2 separate regions of the Mus musculus genome follow, and region 1 is linked to region 2. The links are chromatin contacts, called in public HiChIP or PLAC-seq maps. All regions are on one chromosome and are shown on one strand. Each heading gives the region's core, a stretch centred on a gene start, on an enhancer-like site or on the middle of the called end of the contact. The rest is flanking DNA. Distances are from core to core; before and after follow the strand shown. Region 1 overlaps Hrh1 (histamine receptor H1). Region 2 overlaps Slc6a1 (solute carrier family 6 (neurotransmitter transporter, GABA), member 1).

Region 1 (3,739 bases), core at 905-3,404, 130 kb after region 2:
GTTTCTATTCCTGGACAAAACATCATGACCAAGAAGCCAAGTTGGGAAGGAAAGGATTTATTCAGCTTACACCTCCACACTGCTGTTCATCACCAAAGGAAGTCAGGACTGGAACTCAGGCAAGTCAGGAAGCAGGAGCTGATGCAGAAGCCATGGAAGGATGATTCTTACTGACTTGCTTCCCCTGGCTTGCTCAGCTTGCTTTCTTATAGAACCCAAGACTGCCAGCCCAGGGATGGCACCACCCACAGTGGGCTCTCCCCCCTTGATCACTAATTGAGAAAATGCCTTACAGCCGGATCTCATGGAGGCATTTCCTCAACTGAAGCTCCTTTCTCTGAGATAACTCCAGCTTGTGTCAAGTTGACACACACAACCACCCAGTACAGTAGCCATGGCCCTAGAAGGAGACACTTGGCTGTGGTCACAGCATCCAGGGATCAGGCCCTCCCCTTAGTTGCAGAGTCGTTCTCTCTGACTGTGCCCTGATTGATGGATAAACAAACAGCAGACACATGGGATGCACTGACAGTATCAGGCCCCTCTTTCCTTTGCTAGCCTCAGCTTCTCCTTTTGGATGCTGGCTCTTGAGCCTATCTTCATTTTCGGGTGACAGTGCGGGTCAAGGACAATTGTTCGAGGAGAACGTGAACTGAACAGAGTCTGAGGTTTCCCGGTGGCAAGGATCCTTCACCCAAATATTGAGAGAAGTATTTCAAATTTCAGAACTTCCTAGCTTTGGGAATATTTGCCTATCTAGTGTGAGATCTCCACAATGCCAGGAGACAGACTCAGCCTCTTGTCTTCATGACAAAGTTTTCCTCTGTCTGTGCAGAGGGAGCTCCCCAACCCTCCCATCTCCTGGGAGCCCCCCGGGACTATAGTTTTCTGACATATGTATCTAACCTCAGACCCGTTTTCTTCCAAGACTCTGGGGCTGGGTGGAGGACATCCCGAGGCCTGACATAATCCAGTCTTGGGTCTCTACATCCCACTGGTGACCTAGACATCCTTTTCTTTGCAGAATTGTTTGAGAAAATGATGTCTTTTGTCATCTTGGGCACTTTTGTAAAGGATGAGGGGGCTCCTGAGACACTGGGGTGCTCACTTGGAAAGTCAACGGAAAGACATGCCTTTGAGTATCCTTTGACAAAGACTGTAGAATAGAATTGAAAAGCATTCTAGGGGAAAGAACAGAAGCAAGAAAAGTGTTTCCCACATTTCCAGCAAACACAGAAACCTGGGGAACATTTAGTTTCCCTGAGCATTTCTCCGGTACGTGCTCCCAGCACTTGAGAGGCCGAGTTGAGAAGATCCTGAGTTCCAAGCCAGTGTGAGCTATATAGATTCAACAATAATAGTAATAACAACAACAACAACAACAACAACAATAATAATAATAATAATAATAATGTGAGCTACATAGAAACTGTTTCAATACAACAACAAACAATACCTTTAAATGCTCAGTAGTGAGGCAATTATTTTGTAAATTATGGTAATGTTACATGATGGCATTTTGTATAACCATGGAAAACAATGGGCTTTTGCAGAATTTTGAGATGGGGAAAAAAAATCACAGTGCCTTTGGATGGAAAGCAGAAGTTATAAAATCGAGACTGTCAAAGCCACACAGGCAGGTGCTGTTTAGATAGCTGCACACACCGATACTGTTATTTCCATGGTGAATATAGAGGAAAACCAGAAGGAAATGTCAGAGTGCATTCAAATGTCTGCTTCAGAAAATAGGGTTACAATAATTCAACGCTATTTTTAATTTCTTTATTTATGTCCTTTCCCCTCTTTTCCACATGAATACTTATTGTAGAGTAAAACAATACATGTTTTTGTTTTTAAACCTGGACATATTTTTCAAATAACCATATTTCCAGACCAAATACTACCGTGTATTTTTTTAAAAATCATCTGGTGATGCCCTATCATGGCCTCTCACCAGGAGTTGCAAATGAACACCTAAAGGAATCGGATAAATGAACTTGGCTCCAATTTCACAGGAGATTTTTGTTTCCAGTACTCTTGAAAATGCACACACACGACAGCGATTTCCAGCGGTGAGTGCACATCCCTTTGGTGCACTTGGCGGTGCTGGAAGGCAGCTGCCCCGCTGGTTGCCATGGTCCCGCAGTTGACTGTTGCCACTGTCCCATTGTCTGCACGCAGCCAGCTGGCATAAGCGAGTATCTGAAGATGCCAGGCCCCTAAGTCCAGAACATCACGATTCTCACGAAGCCACCGGTGTAGAGCTCCATGCCTGGCCTTGTGTCACACACAGCTCCCGGCCCCATTATAGATGCACCAAGAACAAGGTACAGAATTAATTACCTTTGGCCTGTGTGTAAACACTGCACAGGAATCATAATTGAGCTTTGAGTTTAGACTTGGGTCTCATTCCCAAGGATGCTTCTGCATAGACAGAATTCCCTAGTGTGGAGACCTTGGAAACTGAAACACTTCTGAGGATTTCAGATTGCTCAAGCTGGTTTGTGATCCCTGCCCCACCCTACGCCTCAAAGCCAAGTTCAGGGCTGCTCCCCAGGCCCTTGCAGCCCAACCCTAGATGCTTGCTGAGAGACTGAAGGGTGAGCAAAGCCCATAGGAGGTGACACAGTGGCAAAAGCCAGGGCACAGCACATCTGTGAGCTCTTAGGGGCACATGGCCACAGGTGATGCCTCTGCCTGCACCTTCGCTTTCCACACCCAGGCTCAAGGGATCACCGGGAGTTCTCTGAGGCAGATGTACAGGATGCCTCCTAGGGCATTTTCTTTAAATGGGCAAAGAGGGAAAGTGTGGGTGGCATGCCACGATATGGGCAGGAGGAAGTGCATAAGGATACTGACAGGCTCTTGACTGGTTTGGGGTCTTCAAGCTGCCATATTGCTTTCCTCCATTGAGGTTCATAGCCGTGAGCCACCAGCCTACCCTCCTAAGTGACAAGTGGCTCATAAGGGAAGGAATGGAGGCAAAGTGTCCCGAGATGCAGACATCTTGTCATCTTGTCCTTGGCAGGGGCCTGGGTATTGGTGACATTATCACTGAATGCTACAGTAGTTCCAGGCCAGAGCCACAAATGATCCCCAGATACCCCCTACAGGGTGGGCATCGAGTACAGTGCTAGCCTCTTAGTACAGGGGAAAGAGGCCAGCTTAGCAGCAGTAGGGAACAAAGATGGAGCATTTGGACTTCCTGTCCCCTCAGATGCGATCTCAACGATCTCCACCCGAAATTCCCTGACGGATGCAGCGAGCTTCCTGTTCATGGGCCTTTAATCACAACAGTGGCACTCTCTATTGAACCGTGACGTGTACAAATGCCTCCATCTGCAGGCCGAGTGCACCGCAGGATGTATTTTAACCAGGGATGTACACTGTGTAGCTAGATAGCGAGCATCCAGAAGGAGGAAGAGAACACTCCCAGCGTGGTGTGTGAGTAGGTCCCCTCCCCTTCTGTCTCTCTCCACAGCTGCCACAGCCATTGTATAACGTAATGGATCTGCTCGGCCTGTGCCCGTAGGTTTTGCCTCTTTCAGCTCCATCGGTCCTTGTACCGTTTGCCTGTTGGTCTGTGCTGTAGCTGCTGACATCACCTCTAGTTGATGACGGCAATGTACTAAACTGAGCTCCCACAGTTCTGAGGCAGAAGACGGCCTCAAGTATGGTACTGCGGTCAGCGGAGCTACCGGAACATTCTGGGTCTTTGGGGGGGAAGTACATACACTTC
Region 2 (3,313 bases), core at 56-2,555:
CAGCTAGGGCTGCTAATGACCTTGGGGTAGGGTGAGGTGTCAAAAGGTATGCAGGTCCTGAGTGATCGTGGAGAGTTGAAAGACTGAAAGCGACTCTTGTGCTGTATGATTCTGAGCTCACGCCAGTCTTCTCTGTGCGCCTTCTCTGAGCCTTGTGCACATATGTAAGTGTGGTAGAGAATCTGCCTACACCAGTTAGGGCCTTTCTTTGGTCCCCTTAAATGTCAGCTGAGGGTCCAAGAATCGGGTCTGTTTTAGATGTCCAGCTAGACACTCCTGTCACACTTGCCTGGCGCAGTCCCTTTTCCATGAACACCTGTCAATTTCCAGGACTCCACCTCCCTCGGGCCTCTCTTACCCGGGGTAGCTGTCATTGCTAGTTGCTCTCTGTGACAGAGTGTGTATACAGCTGATCATCTCTGCATGGTAGCTGGAACTGCCCCTTACTGCAACACCCTGTGTGTCCTGGCTTCGATTTTCACCACATTCTTGAAGCCTGAGGCCAGCCCAAGCCAAATATCCCTACTAAGCATTCTGCAGGGATCAGATGGGAAGCCATCCCACCAAACGTGAGGTCCCTCCTCACAGCTTCAAGGCCCAGCACACCCGAGTCACACTACCTCGTTCCTGTGGACATGCTGCTAGCAGAGCCGCCCCATGCATAGCAAAGCCAGAATTGCAAAGCCCTCTGAGAGTCCCTCTGACCGCAGCCCTGGGCTGGCAGGCCTCAGTTTCCCTCTCTACCTGGGGAATACAGTAACTCTCAGCTTATGTAGCTGCAATCAGTCTGGGCACTAGAACTCTGTGACATGCCTGGAACACAGTGGGTGCCCACTTCTCTGAAAGGATTTGTGCACAGGGACTTGGGTGCACAGCAGATGTCCCAAGGGTGGGCCTAGCATTTCCCTCTCAATCGGATAATAAAATGCATTGTTTCCGCTTGGCACCCAGCCAAACCCAATATTAATTCCTTTCTTGAACCATCACAGTTCTCAAAGAGATAAAAGCAAGTGGGGGCCATTACAGCTGCTGCAGGCCTCCGCCGTCCTGGTAATTACTGAGCGGAGGGGAGGGAGCAAGATGGAGCAGCAGTGGGCCTAGCCAGGGTGGGAGGGAGGGAGAAGGGGGAGGTGAGGGGAGGAAGGAGAAAGGGGTAGAGGGGAGGGAGAGAGGAGGAGCAGAATTCAGGCCAAGCCTGTTGCTCTGCCTCCTGCAACCCACAGTTCACGTGCTGGGACAATGGCACGCCTGACTGTCAAGCCCTGGTTTCTCAGCCTCTGCCTACTTTCCACCCACAGGACCACACCAGGCCCTCTGAAGCAATGAGACAGAGGGAGATTGTCCCTCGGGCTTCCCTGCTATACTTCCCTCTTCCACAGCTGGCCACTGGCTCAACGCTGGGCTGCCATCTGCAGGCCACCAGCTTCCAGGCCCTGCTCTGGGGTGGGGTCCCAGTGCCCCAGTGGCCAAGGCCAAGTCCTTGTGTCTCTCTTGGACTCGGTTTCCCAAGAATGTCTCTGCTTCTGCTCCTGACCCTTGGAAGCATTTGTCATGGCTAGGGTGAAATCTAGAAGCATGAGATATCCTTGGCCACTTAAGATTCAAAAAAAAAAATTAATAATTTGAACTGCTGGCTTTGGCCTCTGAGACCCCATGTGATGTGACTCCTGTCACCCTCCACCTGGATCTGTTCCCTTCCATACCTCTCTGCTGTCTTTCGAACACCCAGGTCTCCGTCCTGCCTTGAGGTCTTTGCATTGCTTTCCCACTGTGTAAAACACTGTGTCCTAAAGGGTCACATTTTCAACTTCTAATTCAAACTGAATCTTCTTGTTGTTCTGGCCAAGTAAAACAAGCCCAAGGGCTACTTCTGACCTATTTGCCAGGTCTGATCTAGGGCTTCCAGCTCCACACGCCTTCCTTACAAAAGTGTCTCTGGCTGAGGGACCTGCAGATCTCTGCATGCTTTAGCTGAGTTTCTGTCAGTGGTGTTAAGACTTGGTCACAGCTACATGGAAGAGGGATGGGCTATCTCTGAGACTCACCACTCTTCCGTCTGGTCTCTTTCATTAACTCCATCCTCTCAGAAGCCTCTGAGTAAGGCTTCTGTTTGCCTAATTATCTTTCTTGTGACCAATCTTGTTCCCCTCTCAGCCTCTGACAGGAATGAGCTGGACCTCTTTCTCTGGGCTGAGGAGAAGATCCACAGCAGAGGTTTTCTGCTGTGTCTCTCTAGGACTGACAGATTGACACTGTGGGACCAGAGTCTCAGAGTACCAGGCCCTCTATCTATATGTGATATTCCTGCTGGTATATCCCACAAAGCTGCAGCCAGGAGTGCTGGGTGGTAAATGTCCATATAGTGCCCGAGATTTCCTGAGGCCCTGCCAGCTAGTGCTGGAGTTACCCTGCATACCTATCTGTGTGCCTGACCTGGTTGTTCTCATTCTCCCATTTATCCAGATAGGGCTCAGAGAGCAGAGGTAGCTTACCCTGCATTAACAGGTGCTAGAGAGAGCCAAGGTCAGGCTCAAGACTAACGTAGCTTCAGGACCAGGCAAGTCCAAGGCTGAATCTTGGATCTTCCCTGGGCATCAATTCCATCACACCAACCTCAAGTTCAAATCTGTATCTTGGGTCCTTCCTGGGCATCAGTTCCGTCACACCAGCCTCGTTTGCTTATGCTCAGACACAGACATGAACTCACAGCTCTTGGCTCTGCAGTTCTTTCTCGGATGCTGCAGGTGTTCGGCTGATTCCAGACATACATTTCTGGAAGACAGAAATGACAGCCTGGCTCTCTCAGGGCCAGTTCTTCCAAGTGGCCCTGCCTGGGACCCCTGGGTTAGATCTGAGGACTGTGGACTTTGGACTGCCTTTCCTGAGGACCCAAGGGGCCAAAGAGTCTTAGAGTCAGCCACATGTGACCCTGGGGAAGACCTTTGCCCATCAGTGCTTCTGTCATAGAATGCCACAGGCCAGTGATGGATAATGGCTGGAGGCTCGTGGTTCTGGAAGCTGAGAGTCTACGGGAGATTAGCGGCATCAGAAGGGCCTTCTCGTTGAATATCTCTGAGATACGGCAAGAGAGAGAGGCCTAAAAGGTGGAATTCACTTTTGTAACAACGTGCTCCAGCGACAATGACATTGGTGGGAGTCACGCCTCACAATCTACCTGTCCTCTAAAGTGTCCCATTCAAAACATAGTAAGGGACACTTATTGGCATCTCAGAGCAGAGTTTCTGGGCGAAAGCCTAGAAGTACAAGCTAGAACATCAGCAACATAGCCCCTTCCTTCTCAGCAGCCAGCTCT

The links. HiChIP or PLAC-seq counts read pairs in DNA pulled down with a chosen protein or histone mark.
Region 1: a contact with region 2 is called in an H3K27ac HiChIP or PLAC-seq map of stem cell-derived neural progenitor cells. The contact joins two enhancer-like sites. A contact is called at or near these places in 1 of 115 datasets of contacts at active chromatin or transcription factors (stem cell-derived neural progenitor cells) and 2 of 9 other capture datasets (adipose tissue and pancreatic islet).

The regions. Positions count from the first base shown.
Region 1 is chr6:114,425,662-114,429,400 of GRCm38.p6, forward strand. The region is part of intron 1 of Hrh1 (histamine receptor H1); the gene reads left to right. Among named protein-coding and RNA genes, the nearest start is that of Hrh1, 30 kb to the left of the region's middle. Within about 2 kb of position 2,155, at least 32 of the 459 cell types and tissues checked have an H3K27ac peak or open chromatin away from gene starts, as enhancers often do. A contact at or near this core is called in stem cell-derived neural progenitor cells, where this site is marked.
Region 2 is chr6:114,296,481-114,299,793 of GRCm38.p6, forward strand. All of the region lies in intron 1 of Slc6a1 (solute carrier family 6 (neurotransmitter transporter, GABA), member 1), which reads left to right. Among named protein-coding and RNA genes, the nearest start is that of Slc6a1, 16 kb to the left of the region's middle. Within about 2 kb of position 1,306, at least 50 of the 459 cell types and tissues checked have an H3K27ac peak or open chromatin away from gene starts, as enhancers often do. A contact at or near this core is called in stem cell-derived neural progenitor cells, where this site is marked.